3 separate regions of the Mus musculus genome follow, and regions 1 and 3 are each linked to region 2. Evidence: chromatin contacts called from public HiChIP or PLAC-seq data. All regions are on one chromosome and are shown on one strand. The core of a region is the stretch at or near the end of the contact, and the rest is flanking DNA. Distances in the headings are between cores, read along the strand shown. Region 1 overlaps Lpin2 (lipin 2). Region 2 overlaps Emilin2 (elastin microfibril interfacer 2). Region 3 holds the start of Lpin2 (lipin 2).

Region 1 (4,749 bases), core at 1,879-4,378, 73 kb before region 2:
ACTCTCTGAGTCCTGTCATGCCATAGTCAGACACTCGTGGGGCAGAGCAGTGCATGAAAAGATGGATGTTCAGCTTTGTTAGGTATTAAAGAAATGCAAATCTTTGTAATCATGGCCAAACAGTACTGCCTCATTGTGTGCCAATGCCAGATAACTTCACCTCGTAGACATTGCTGGTGGGAAGATAAAATGGTAGAGCAGCTCTGGAAAGTAGTCTGACTGCTCCGAAACAGCCACGCCTGTAGTGGTTTACAACGGACAAGCTGCACTCAGTTGTACACACACAGTGTGTGGATACTTAAAATTGTGCCTTTATCTGTAATAGCCAGAAACTGCAGTTACTTGTTCTTCAACAAGAGGTTTATTTTGGGGGGAGGGTTGTTTTGTTTTCTTTTTAATGGTAAGTCTATACCATGAAATACTGTGCAGCAATAAAATAGAATGAGTTCATTAATACAGCCATCTGGATCAGTCTCCAGAGAATTATGAGGGAAAGAAGGCAGTCCTAAAAGGCTACATTCTTCATGGTGCTGTGTGTATGACTTCCTTTCTAAATGGCAGACATTTCAGAAATAGAAAACATATTAATGTTGCCAGGGACTGGGGAGGAGAAGGCAAGAGAAAAATGTGTGTGACTGTATGGGGCAACAGGATTGTTGTGCTGATGGTGGAATTTCGGGTTTTCACAATCCCACCCCCATCCTAGACTGGGTTTCTCTGTGTAGCCCTGGCTGTCCTAGAACTCACTTTGTAGGCCATGCTGGCTACAAACTTAGAGATCCACCTGCCTCTGCTTCCCAAGCGCTGGGATTAAAGGCGTGCGTTAACGCTGCCTGGCGTGTTCCGTCATTACCTGCGATTGTTGGTGTCCTTGTTATGATATTTTGCTTGTGCATCCCAATTAACACCAAGTAAAAGACACTCAGTTGAGTGGACGCTCAGTAGAGGATTTGGGGCAGCCATATTCTTTCTTGGAGCTCTGAAGGTCTACACTGATCTCACAGCAGTTTACTGTTGTTTATTTGCTGTATTAGAGGTAGGATCTCATGCAGCCCAGGCCGCTTCTGAACTCTGGATCCAGAAATGTTAATCTTTAAAAACATAATGAGCCAGGAATAGTGGTGCTCAGGAGGCAGAGGCAAGTGGGTCTCTGTGAGTCCAGGCCGGTAGCGTCCTCATAGTGAATTCCAGGCCTGCTGGGGCTACATAGTAAGACCATTTCAAAAAGAAAAAATACAATGAGATTATCCATGAGTGATCTGATGGAATAGTATTTCTGCTGCACATAGTACAGTAATGACTCTTAGCTGTTTATTGGTTTTAGCTTGTTTATTGGTAGTTCATTTGATAGTTCTTTCCTTATTCAAGAAATAATTATTGTCAAATATAGTAGCACACACCTGTAATCCCAACACTTTAGAGACTAAAGTTGTCTTAAGTTCTAGGCCATCTTGACTACAAAGAGACCCTGGAGAGAAAGGTTGGTCAGGAGTGGTGGCACCTTTAATCTCAGCATCCAGGAGGCAGGGGTGGGCAGATCCCTCTGTGCTCAGAAGCAACCTAGTCTATGTCTTGAGTTTCAGGCCAGCCAGGACTGTACAGTGAGACTCTATCTCAAAAAAATTTTTTTTTCAAAAATTAAGTATTTGATGTGTGCTTAATCTGGCCTTGCTATCAAAATAAAAGCAACCATCCTCATCCTAAAACCAAAGCCACCTGTTTATAATTGTTTCATGGCTATAACATATTTTCTTTATAATTATGACATCCTCCACCTTAGGAGATCGTAGTAAATGTAGCTGCTTGTGTACATTGCACAAAGCAAGCTCTTTGGAATGTGCAGTTGGAAACCTTGGAATACCCAGGGGAATAATCAGGATTATATGCTTCAGGCTACTCAACAGCTAGACTGTGGTTACAGTCATCTCTGTATAGACTGTTGAGTGGAGTCTGTCTTGCCTTAGGCACTGACTGTCTCTGGCCAGTAGGCTGAGTTATGTGCTGATGGGACCTGGCAGGTCCACTTCATTTTTTTTAGGGGATCAGCACTTTGTCCCTGTTCCACCTAGGACTTACCTGACAACACAGAATGTCTCTCTAGAACTTTGCAAATATGGAATCTTGAGCTTAGGGCAACCAGAGCTGGTTTAGAGAGGCCACTCTGCGCAGTTAATAGTTTGGACTCATTACTCCTAGAGTCCAATAAAAATTGACTTCTGCATTAGCCTAAAGCTGGAGGTTTTTCTGATCCTACATCCAGGGGATGGACTCTCTGTGGATTTGGCTTTAACGTAACATAAAGGTGTCTGCTGAGTGATGGTGTGTTCACCCGCTGGAGGGAGAGCTGACAGCCTGAGGACTAATGGGTTTGTTTTGGTGTGGGTTGGGTTTTTCAGTGGATGAGTCAGGGTAAGGGGTGAAGCCAGATTTAGATGTACCCTCTCTCTTTTGAATTGCAGAGCTCTGGTGATCTTGATTTGAGTAGTGAGTTGAAGTTGAGAAACCAAAACCCCTTTTGTGCTCTGAACATTGTGGGACACAAACGTTATGTCCCATTATGCCATGTTGAGGTTCTGAAGTCATGGTACGTGTGTTAGTCTTGGCGCAGCTTACCACAGCTCGCTTGACGCAGCATGTACCTGATGTATCTGAACCAGAAGATCTCGGTTCTCAGTTGTATCCCTTGTCTCTCTGCAAAGATAAATCCCAAGCTTCCCCTGGAGGTGACAGTCCTCCTGTCCTTGCCTCCTGTGGTCAGAGTGGACATAGTACTGCAGGTCCTGAGCGGTTGGTGGAGGGAGATGAAGACAGTTGGCCCCACCCTGGGGTGTGGAAGGAAACAGAACTTCCACAGCCTCCAACCCCACTTAGAGGCACTGCCAGTCTGAGACATATGTGTGATGTAGCTGGGGCAGCAGGAGAGCAATGGGCTCTGGACAGCAGAGCAGAGTGTATGTTTAATCAAACTCTTTATGTCGTTGCTGTTAGTTGTCAAAGTTAGTGCTGACATCGTTTTCTTTTCTCAGTCTCAAACCATGAATTATGTGGGCCAGCTGGCTGGGCAGGTGCTCGTCACTGTGAAGGAACTCTACAAGGGCATTAACCAAGCCACGTTGTCTGGATGCATCGATGTGGTCGTGGTGAGGCAGCAGGATGGCTCCTACCAGTGCTCGCCTTTTCACGTACGCTTCGGGAAGCTGGGTGTCCTGAGGTCCAAGGAGAAAGTGGTGAGTGCACAGGTCACCATGGTGACCGGCCCCTTCCTCTTACTCTTTTTTTTTTTTTTAAACTTGCATGCTATTGAAGACCATGGTAAGAAACCAACTTTATAGGTACTGCTTTTGAATTGGCTTCTAAATTCAAAAGACTCTCTTATAGAAAGTTTCTCCAAATGAAAAAGAAACTGAAATCATGAAGAGACTCAGAACAAAACTGGAGATAATTACAAATGAGGAAGTTGGGCTTATTTTGAAAAAGAAATTTTGCTTTATTTAATATAGCACTTTAAAATAGTGTAGGGCCAGCAAGATGATTCAGTGGTAAAGGCTCTCTCCATCAGTCCTGAGACCCACAGGGTGCAACAAGAGAACACACTCAGAAGTCATCCAGTGACTTGACCCGTGTACCCTGTGGCTCATGTACATGCTTTAAATCCTCAGTTTAAAAAAAAAAAAAGGCTCTCTAAAAATAAAATAATGCAGTCTGGAGATACAGCTTAGTCAGCAAAACATTTGCATACCATGCACCAAGCCTGTGCAGGCACTGAGGAGGTAGAGACAGAAGGACAGGAGCATTCTCAGCTCAGCCACATAGCAGAGGTGCACGAGGCCAGCCTGAGACACAGGAGAGCCTGTTGATTGATTGATTGATACATACACACAAACATATATGATAATATTGTTGTACTGATTATGAGTAGGTAGACTAAGCTCATGTAATCAAGTGTAGATTATATTTATTTAAAAGAAATAAACACCCCAATTGAATGTTTGTATTTTTCCTCTTTTGCATTTAATGGGGGGCAGTGTTTGGATGTTTTTAAATTATCATTTCCCTCAAGTATTGGGCAATAAGAAGGTTTTTGAATTGTGTGTATGGTAGGTTTTAAAACAGAGTTAATGATAAAACTTTGTAGAGCATGTATTTGGCAACTTTTCACTTCCACATTGTCTTCCACATGGTGATAATAATGTCAGCAACTCTTACTAAGATTTCGGAGCACTTTGCCACTGGGTAGCACAGTGGAAGGGTGGGTGCCGAAGGACCAACATGCACAAGTTAAAGAGGTTTTTGCTGGTGTTTTTTTGGATATACATCTCCCTCTACTTAGGCTTTGGGTTTTTGAAACTGAAAGAAAGTGGGTTTCCAAAACTAGACTTTATTTTTCAAAGAGAAACCATCTCTTTGGGTGTTATAAAATCATTTCCCACTGGATTTTTCAGACTAGCCTTTGCTTGATCCCATTAGAAAGCAGAAGCAGCTACAGTGTTACTTCTTGGCCTGGCAGCTTCTACTCTAGGGCAGGGTTGTCTAGCCATAGTTAGTGCTTTCTGTGTTTGTTTCCTTTGTGGTTTTTGTAGTGACACTATTAGTACTTTCATATTAGAGCTGTTTCTCCATAGATGTTCAAGGATCTGTTTGTAAAATTTCTTTTGGGGGTCTTCTCAGAAGTTTCTCCCACCATACCATACCCGCCCCCCACCGTTCTCTGGAACCAGGTTTCTAATTGATAGGTTGACTCAGGCTTTT
Region 2 (4,853 bases), core at 2,205-4,704:
CTCCTGTTTGAGCATCTCCTTCAGTCCAGATAGACACCAGCCTTGGGCTTCCTCCCACCTCCACCCATGGAACCCCTGCACACAGAGGGACGATTGCCCTGTGTATCCTGCAGACTCAGGACAGCATCATGCTAGAGGAATGTGTAACCTCAGAGAAACTCTGCCCCTCGGAGCATTAAAGTGGAATGCGAAAATGTGTTTGCGTACGGGTCTGCCAGTAGATGACAGCCTGCAGGAAACCTTTCTGATAAGGCTGCACCCAGCAGAACAGACTTCGTCCCTTGGAAGAAAACAGAGTGGTAGGCTGCACCCCACCCATGCTACTAGAGCCTTCCCTGAATCCTGAACCAGGAGCTGGGGGGTGAGGAAGGACCTGCTCTCCCAGTGTGCTGCCACTGTAAGGAAGGGCAGAGCTGCCACCAGCTCATCCCACAGCCAGGTCGTCTGAGTTTCCACCCTGCTCTGACTGCCTGGTCTACTGCCCATCTGACCTGGGTCAGCCATTTGCAGAGGTCTTGTGGTACCCTTCAGGTTGTCTTCCTGACAACATCTCAAGGTAAACACGACAGCAGCAACAGCTGGAAAACATCAGGCAGCAACCTCTGCACACGGAAAACCTCAGAGGAATTTCTCCCTACATTAAGTGACAGGCAGGCCCCTGAGGTGACCTTGGACCTTGCTAAGGGGTCCCTAGGGTCTGCATGAGGCACCTCTGAGGGCACAACACAGGATTAGCCAAGTCCCATAAGCCCCAGCTAAAATGGGGTTCCCACTAACATAACATAACATAACATAACATAACATAACATAACACCAGTCGAAAGGGACTCCAGAGGTTGGGGAGCCACTCCAATTCCCAGGAGCCCAATCACACAGGGCACTGCAGAGAAAGAAACAAATAATCCTACCCACTAACTTTTATTAACTTTCAGGGCTGTGGCTTAGTGACAGAGCTCTTGCTGGCTTGAAGGCCCAGTTTTTCCCAAGCACCATACCAAAAGCAGGCAAGGCCTTCACCTCATGCATATTTCAGAACTCCCCAAGTGTTCCATTTGCTACCTCAGGGAGCCCACCCACCTCCTTAGAATCCCGAGCCTCTGTGCACTGGGGAAGTAGAGCTGAGCTAAAGTAGTGCTGTGTCCCCAAGCGCCTGGTCTGTGCTTACAAGGGCGGAGCACTTGTAACACCAACTGCTGACTGAGACAGTTAGCTCATGTCCCCAGTGTAGGGCAGATACACCAATGAAACAGACAGGGGTCAGTCAAGGCAGAGAGCACACGCTGACTCAGGCCAGTCACAGCCTGGCTCCTCTCCCAGGCTCTCCCAGTTGGGACCGTGTCAGCACCCTGTATGTGTGGTGGAGCCCTGTCTACAGCTGTGGCTGACATTTGTTTCAATGATAGAACCTGCATATACACACCGTCAGAACCCCAGCTCACAGTCCACACTGCGGTTCATGCTTGCATGCACTGTGCATTTAAGGTTGGGATAAATGCATAGTGGCCTGTAGCCACCACTGCGGGGTCTTATGAGCAGTTTCGCTACCCTAAAAGTCCCTGACGACTTATCCTTCTTTATCCTCCTCCCCAGGGGCCTCTGGTCTTTATTTTCTCCCTAATTTCTCCAGAATGTCGAAGAGCTGAAACCACACGGGTCTTCTCAGTCTGGCTTCTCTCGATATGAGGGGTATTTCTAGTTCCTCCTGGCTTTTTATGACTTGACAGATACAATAGGCAGGCAGCCTACCACTGACCTACACCCCAACTTTGTTTGTTTGCTTGCTTGCTTGTTTTTTTCAAGACAGGGTTTCTCTTTGTAGCCCTGGCCATCCTGGAACTTACATTGTAAACCAGGCTAGCCTTGAACTCAGAGCTTTGCGTTGCCTCTGCTTCCTGAGTACTGGGATCAAAGGTGTGCATCACTGTGGCCCTGCAAGAGCATTTCTTTTTAAGGCATTGTCTAAAACATCGTTACGAAATACAACATGTCCTATTGCAAGAATTCAATGAAATGAAATCATTGATTGGATTAATAGTGTGTCACTCAAACAAAAGTACTGTATCTGCCCAAGTCTGTGTGATCTAATCTCCTATTTTAAGAAGAAAACTTTATCCTCTGGTCTAAGCAGCTGACAATTCTTCAGTCTTCTCAGAACTAAACTGGACTGTGTAATCCTGGGTTCAAGATGAACTACCTGAGAGCCACACACCCAAGGGTAACCCAGAGCTGTTCAATCCAAGGTGCCCACGAGTCACACAAACTACTTATATTTACATTAAAATAAAATCAAATATTTAATTCCAACAGCCACATTTCAAGTACATCAGAGTATAAATGTTACCACAGAAAATCCTACCAGACAGAGTTTGCTGAAGAGAATAAACGAGACGGTACAGGAAGCTGCAGGGGTAGACCTTGATGTTTGACCTCTATTAAACCACGCTTTCTGAGCCCAGCAGAGGGGACAGACAGCTTGTACAAAGACACCAAATGAAGCTCAAAAACAAATCTTTGCCAAGAGGACCGTCAGCGCGGTGCACCAACAACCAAGGCTCCTAAGCCTGCATTTGACATTCACCTATATTCTAGCGACTAAAACCTGGCACAGATCCAAAGCCCAGCACACACACACACACACACACACACACACACACACACCACCACCACCACCACCACCACCACCACCACCACCACCACCACCACCATGGGGACACAACTTCAGCCTGGGACTTTTCCAGAGTACACACTTTCTAGTAAGTTCTTTCCTTCTGCTCACTGGCCTGCCACAGCCTGAAGCCAACTTTTCTGGCTCAATTTGGCACATGCAGTTCCGGTGGCTCTCAACCTAGGAGGATGAAGAGAGGACCATACAGAATGACTCATCCCGGAGGATCCCAGGAGAGAAATCAGTGTGCTGCCAAGTCACATCTTCCCCTTAGAGCTCAACAAGTCACATCTTCCCCTTAGAGCTCAACTCAACTCTGACTTACTACGTAACTGAGAGTGACTGTCCACCCTCCATTCAAATCCCCAGGATTGGGACCGCAAGCATATACCACCACGCCTAATCGTAAGGAGTACTGGGGCGTTGAACTCAGGTCCTTGTGCGTGCTAAGCCAGCACTGCCGACTGATCCAGGTCCCAGCCTGTGACTTACTTTTCAGAATAAAATGGCAGTAAAATACATACAATATAACATTTAGCACCTTAGCATTTACTTATATATCTATATATTTATTAGTTCGGATTCAAACCCAGAACACTGTATATCCTAGTAAATGTCCCACCTCTGACCCCACCCAGCCCATCGTGACCATTATCATAGGATCAGGTCTGTAGGTCTGTGGGTGACGTTAATCTCCCTAACTTCCCAAATGAAAACCCTATAGTCACCGAACACGTACTCCCTGACACGTCTAACCTCTGTGGTTCATCACTTCCTCTGAGAATTCAATGGCTCCCGGTGCCTCGTGAACACACCATTAAAGCACTTGTCTTTTCATCTAGCCCTTTTCACACCCTAGCGGGTCTTGCATGTTGCAGGGCGTGTCTGAATTTCCTTCCCGTTTTACAAGCAATTCACTTCAACAAACTTGGTCTCCTTGAGAAACTGACAAGACGGTAGACTAATTTTTTAGGAACCACAGACATGCTTTTCCTATTTTTTGTGGGATTTTTTTTTTTTTTTTTGTCAGTGAATGACTAAATAAATGTACTTTTTCTGTTTATTGACCCTCTGCCAAAAACAAATGCAGTCAGGCAGTGAGGGCCATGGAGTTGAAAGTGATTTCAACACTGAAATGTTGGAATTTTTTTTTCTTTTTGGTTTTTCAAGACAGGGTTTCTCTGTGTAGCCCCAGCTGTCCTGGAACTCACTCTGTAGAGCAGGCTGGCCTCGAACTCAGAAATCCTCCTGCCTCTGCCTCCCAAGTGCTGGGATTAAAGGCGTGCACCACCACTGCCCGGCAAAATGCTGGAATTTTAAAATACTTCCCACTTGAATCTCGTGTCTGACTGAAAGTCAAAATGGTCATTTTACACATGGCCATCTCTAAACGTGGTCTATGCAACGTCAGGAGATGGACTCCGGTCCCTAGATCCCTCTTATGGCTCCATTCCAAGCCAAGGTCCTCCTTACAGCTTAAAACACAAACTCAGAGTCCACCTTCCCATCCTTTTCTGCTGCATCACACAGTTTTAATTGGATCACCACATGGAGAATCTGGCCTGGAGACAAAGAAGTGTGAAACATGTAGCTCGGCTCTTTAGGAAAATTCCCCTAAACTTTAAAAAGCCAGAATGCTTAGGCCATGACTTTTTTTTTTTTTTTAATCTGAAATGACTATATGAATCTAAACGTCAGGTTAATGAGTCTTGATTAAAGTTGTTACAAGGTAACAGATCCTAGATCAAAGCAATGCGTTCAGAATGAAAACACCCTTCCAGAAAGGGCGTTCTGGTTCTTGGAATGGGGAGACAGTTGTTGGGGGAGAGCCTGATTATAAGTTGATGGCTTTGTTATTTCCTCTTGAGTTAATTTCCTTACACACTTAGGGGCAAGTTAGGTTTCAAAACCCACTCAGTCTTTTGCCTTGATCATACAGAGTAATGAGTAGGTTTCCCCACACAATTTATAATTATCCTGGAGAAAAAAAAAAAAAGAAGTCTTCATTCCTAAAGAAAGGATTAAAGAAAACTCAGTGTCAAGCCCTCCCCAACTCAGCTACAGCAGATAATGGAGCTGTTATTCTTGGGTTAGCTCATGCATGGGACCTGCCTTCTGAGCAACTCAGTCGAGGTTATCTGGTGCTGGCCGCATCCAGCCCATCAACCATAGATTAAGGCTGTGTTCC
Region 3 (4,544 bases), core at 1,541-4,040, 100 kb before region 2:
ACAGAAGACCAGCTGAAACAGCGACCCTTGTGGGACTGAGCAACTCCTAGACTCTTGACTTCCCAATCACAGTTGCCCATTGTTGGGCTGGTTGGACTGCAGACTGAGTATAACTAAGACCCTGGGGATTATAATCTAGTGTAAACATGTGTGGCATCTTCATCTGGATCCTGGAGAGTAAACCCAGGTCTTCATGTATGGAAGGAAACAGAAAGCAAGACAGGAAGCAGTCAGAGGTGACATGTCTCCACGCGCTACAGTAACTTACTTCCTCGAGTTTAGTCTCATCTCCTAAAGTTTCCAGAATCTTCAGAAATAGTTCATCATCTGAGGGCAGGGCTAGACCACTCCTCAGCATAGTTCCAAAGAATTCCACATCTTACTCTATAGAAAGCTGCTCAGCCCTCTTCACTGATGCTCTATTCACAATAGCTAGGAAATGGAAACAACCTGACTGTTCTTCTACTGATGAAAGACTAATGAAAACGTGCCACAGATAGACTATGGAATATTGCTCAGCTGTGAAAATGTGCTACAGATAAGACTATGGAATATTACTCAGCTGTAAAGAAAAAAAAATCATGAAAATTTCAGCAAACAGAACTGAACTTCTTCTGACCTTATAGTAAAATGGCTTCCATCACTCAGATGGAGTCAGGCTGGCCCATCACTAGCCCCAACCAATATATCTACCACAGAAATCCTGCTCCCAAGGATCAGGAATCATGTGGAAGAAGAGGAGGCAGACCGATTGTAAGAGACAGAGGGAACAGGAAGTTTGCTATGAGATTTTTGTCTCAGAAATGTCAAGGAAGCTATACCCACGAAGCCTCAACTTGGCTGTTTCAAGACCTGAACAAGAACCATACCAATAGGCATATTAATATGGAATGGAGAATTCTTAGGGGACCCCACCCCTAGACAAAGAACTGCAGACAATTAAGTAATTCTGAGTGGGAGAAATAGTCTTCTCTAGGGAAGAGACACCCCAATTAGTTATCCAGTACAAAATGATCAGTCCTGAAATAATATACATACAATTAACATGTATGTGTTTATGTTATGAGCAGGCTGATTTATATATCTATGAATGTATGTATAAGCAATGAAAAAATAGAGGCCATGAATATGAGCGAGAGCAAGGAATGCATGAGATGGGTTGGAGGAAGGAAAAGGAAGGTGAAATGCTGTAATTATATCCTAATTTCAAAAATAAGAATTATTAAAAATAAAAACAAAAACAAACAAACAAACAAAAGAATATGCCGTTCCATGGCTTGTAAGGAGAGGCTGCAGTGCACGGTGGGGAAACCCCGAAAGGACACAGAAAGATATTCTTAAACAAAACATCAAGACAGCTTGCAACTCTAGAGTCAAAACATCTCGGGCCAAACTACATTAGGGGCAACAAGGTCTTCTCTCTTTGAAATGAAAGATACATCTAGACTAGCAGACCGATGATTGGTGGGGGAAGGTTCTTGGCCATGAAACTGGAAGGTGGTAGGGTCAGAAGGTGAGGAAAGACTCTGGGCAGTGAAGCAGATGGGAGTTGGGTGTGCCCCAACTTTACAGGTATCAGCTGGGGGAAGTCGAGGAACAGTCAACAAATATTTAATTAGTTCCTCTTCTGCCTCAGTAGTAGCATGAAGCAGGCAGCCACTAGAGAATGAGGAAAATACTATAAACATGAACCAATCCTTCTGAGTAAGGTGTCAAAGCCCAGAGGGGGCGGTGACAGAGGAAGGGCGGGTTGTCTGCTGCTTTCTGCATGATGAGAGGAAGGAAGCGTGAGAATATTTCCCTCCCAAGGTAGGAGGTAATGAAACTATCCCGAGAGAAACAGGAAAAGTCAAGAATGAGAAGCTAGAGAACAAACAGTAACAGCGTGTTCTACAGTCTGGGCTGCAAGCTACATTGGGCTCCCAATGGGAATGAAGGTGTAGCTGTTCCCAGTGCATTGACTTGGGGATTGAGGACTGGGTTCTCTGGGTTTAATTGCACTTCCCCACAGCGGAGGAGTAGTATTTCTCGAGCATTTACGGGAAACTTTCAACCTTGAAAACATTTCTTTCACTGGTAGATCAGATGAAGAGCCACGCTGAAGTGAAAAATCCCAGTAGGTTTGGGTGTCTCTGTGGACCTTGGTAACTACTGAGGCAATCTGGTTGAATTCCACACGGCGGTACTTAGGCAGGGAAACGAAAGGTTTCCCGGGTCCCAGCACAGACTATGCTCACCGCGCTTCATTGTTGCAAAGAAACTGCTGTGCCCAGGCCCATACCGGAGAGAGTTTGTATAAATGCATGGCTCAGCGGCCGGAAGACTGTGTCACACTGTTCATGCTCGCGGTGAGCACGAAGAAATTAACAAGCATTTAGAAGTGATGCCATGGCCTTCCATCGAAAGAACCAGCTGCAGATATACAAGACGAAAAACAGCCGCCGTCACTAACACTCGCAGCTGCAGCCGTTAAAGTGCACTTTTTAAGTAGGCGGTGTTATCACCGAGCTCCAAGGGTAAATAAGGAAAGATACGGGTTCTGCAGTGATCCCATGATGGTGCACTCGCGTTACGCGGGGACACCATTATGCAGCAGACCGTTTGCACTCTTTTTTGGTAGCTGGACTCTGAAGCCCGACGCAGCGCCGCAAGGTTGCCATGGGGACCGGAGGAAACTTTTTTTTAAAGCGCCCTTCTGAGGCCGGCGCCGGCGTCGAGCTGCTCTCTCCCCGGAGGGGCCCAGGGCTCCAGGCGCGCGGCCGGCGGGGGCGGAGCTCGCGTCACGTGGCCGGGCCGGGGCGGGGCGTGCGCGCAGTCTACCGCCAGCTCGGCCGCCGCCGCCGCTGCTGCCGCCGCCGCGTCCCATTCATGAGGCCCGGCGGGCTCCGCTGTAGCCCGCGGCTTCGGAGGCGGCGGCCCCGCCCCCTGCTCCCCCGCTTCTTGGGGCATCCCTGCGGGGCTGCACAACAGTCCGCCGAGTGAGAGCCGCGCGCGGTGCCGCAGGTAAGCGGGCCGGAGACAGCGCCGGGGCTTCCCGGGGGGCCGCGTCCCCGCTCGCGGCCTCGCCTCGCGTGGGCCACGTAGCCGCGGCCGCGCCGCCTGAGGACGCGCGGGCGTCTGCGGAGACCCTCACGTCGGCAGCGGTCCTCCGAGCCGCGGGCGGCGCGCCCGGGGACCGCAGCCCCGGGCCTGGGGGAGGGGAGCGGACGCCGGCGCGCGGTCGCGGTCATCCCCCGGCCGGGACTGGCGAGGTGCAGTTATTCCCTCAGGCCGTTGGCTTGCCCGCCGCCGCCGTCGCCGTCGCCGCCGCCTCCTGCAGGCCGCGGACCTGGTTTAGATGTGAGTAGCCTGTTGCCGGCGACCCCCGGGGCCCTGGAAGGTTCTGTCGGCTGTGGGAACCGGAGCTCTGAGGCCCAGTTTTGAGCGCCGCGGATCCACCCCAGCCTAAGAAAATTATTTTCATTCAAATTTAGGATGGCGTTTCGGAGCCATAATTATGCAGAACAAGACTAGGAAGATCGCCCTCGCTTTCAGAAAGTACTGGAACGCAGGATACTTGGAGAGGCACTGAGGGATTACTGAACAAGCGGCCACACACTTATTTTAATGCATCTTTGAGACTTAAAAAAAAATTAAAAATGGAAACTGAGGCTCTTGCATGGCGCTGAAGCTCATTTGCCCAGCAGTAGGGATGCTGGTTAAGTTGGTACCGAACCTCGCCTCACTAATTTAAAACGTTATGATAACACAAGTTGAATTTTGAAATCTATTTTGGGATCATTTGCCGGTTAGTGTCTGTGTTGATCCGACATTGATTGCTTTCACTGGCTTAAAACTACGAATCGTGGCAGGTATTGCTAGACTGGGTTAGCAACCCAGCCAGCCACCAAGTGTGGGAGGAAACAGGTGTTTTAGCCCTCGTTGGGCTGCCCTGCCCGGTGTGCCCTCTCACATTGCCCGTGGGTAGCCTCCTACGGGCTTCCTCCTAGTTAAATGTGTTCTTGATTGTGGTTTATCGGCCCCAGCGATCTTCAAGTTCGAGGTAGTAGCAGAATAGCTGTAGCATGCTAGAAATGAAATGGCTGGGTCTACTTTCGCGTTTGTGGCAAAATTGAGATTCGGCAGAGCAGCTGTATGCTTAAGAGGCTCTGGAAATGGGAGCATTTGAAAACCCTTGAACGCCAAGTGCAGTTAAGCAGATAAAGGGATAAAGGTCGGAGCTTTGTTTCTTGAATGGCTGTATGCTTGTTCTCCTTGCTTAGCCTTGTGCGTTTTGGTTTACTGACTGGACTATCCCCTGCACTGGGCACAGGATCCCCGCAGGCAAGACTCCAATAGCTGTTTATTACTAAGCACAGAGGCTGGCTTTTAGAAGAGCTTTGGTTGGGGCTTCTTGAGTGAAGAGAAGAAGCTGCAAGCAGTTTGTCCTTGTAGGTCACTGGGAGCCAGTGGAATGAAATGAAATCATCAAATTTTCTTGTATGGTATGCCTTGGATGGGATAATCTTGGTGCTATCACGGGTCAGAGGTGGTCAAAGGTTAGG

The links. HiChIP or PLAC-seq counts read pairs in DNA pulled down with a chosen protein or histone mark.
Region 1: a BATF HiChIP or PLAC-seq map of CD8 T cells shows a contact between it and region 2, with 14 read pairs. The contact joins two enhancer-like sites. A contact is called at or near these places in 1 of 39 promoter capture datasets (erythroid cells), 1 of 15 datasets of contacts at CTCF or cohesin (CD8 T cells), 1 of 484 Hi-C or Micro-C datasets (erythroid progenitors), 2 of 115 datasets of contacts at active chromatin or transcription factors (CD8 T cells and the HPC-7 cell line) and 2 of 9 other capture datasets (adipose tissue and liver).
Region 3: a contact with region 2 is called in an H3K4me3 HiChIP or PLAC-seq map of bone marrow-derived macrophages, with 2.4 times the contacts expected there. The contact joins the promoter of Lpin2 here to the enhancer-like site in region 2. A contact is called at or near these places in 6 of 39 promoter capture datasets (the 3T3-L1 cell line, the HPC-7 cell line, embryonic stem cells and 2 more), 2 of 484 Hi-C or Micro-C datasets (the HL-1 cell line and nephron progenitors), 3 of 115 datasets of contacts at active chromatin or transcription factors (bone marrow-derived macrophages, double positive thymocytes and pancreatic cancer cells) and 2 of 9 other capture datasets (adipose tissue and pancreatic islet).

Annotation. Positions count from the first base shown.
Region 1 is chr17:71,211,938-71,216,686 of GRCm38.p6, forward strand. Lpin2 (lipin 2) reads left to right here. Exons shown (of 20, transcript NM_001357791.1): 2 at 3,027-3,227. The coding sequence starts at 3,036. Among named protein-coding and RNA genes, the nearest start is that of Lpin2, 31 kb to the left of the region's middle. Within about 2 kb of position 3,129, at least 76 of the 459 cell types and tissues checked have an H3K27ac peak or open chromatin away from gene starts, as enhancers often do. A contact at or near this core is called in CD8 T cells, the HPC-7 cell line and adipose tissue, where this site is marked.
Region 2 is chr17:71,284,882-71,289,734 of GRCm38.p6, forward strand. All of the region lies in intron 2 of Emilin2 (elastin microfibril interfacer 2), which reads right to left. Among named protein-coding and RNA genes, the nearest start is that of Emilin2, 24 kb to the right of the region's middle. Within about 2 kb of position 3,455, at least 128 of the 459 cell types and tissues checked have an H3K27ac peak or open chromatin away from gene starts, as enhancers often do. A contact at or near this core is called in CD8 T cells, the HPC-7 cell line, adipose tissue and 3 more, where this site is marked.
Region 3 is chr17:71,180,742-71,185,285 of GRCm38.p6, forward strand. It overlaps Lpin2 (lipin 2), which reads left to right and starts at 2,791. Exons shown (of 20, transcript NM_001357791.1): 1 at 2,791-3,003.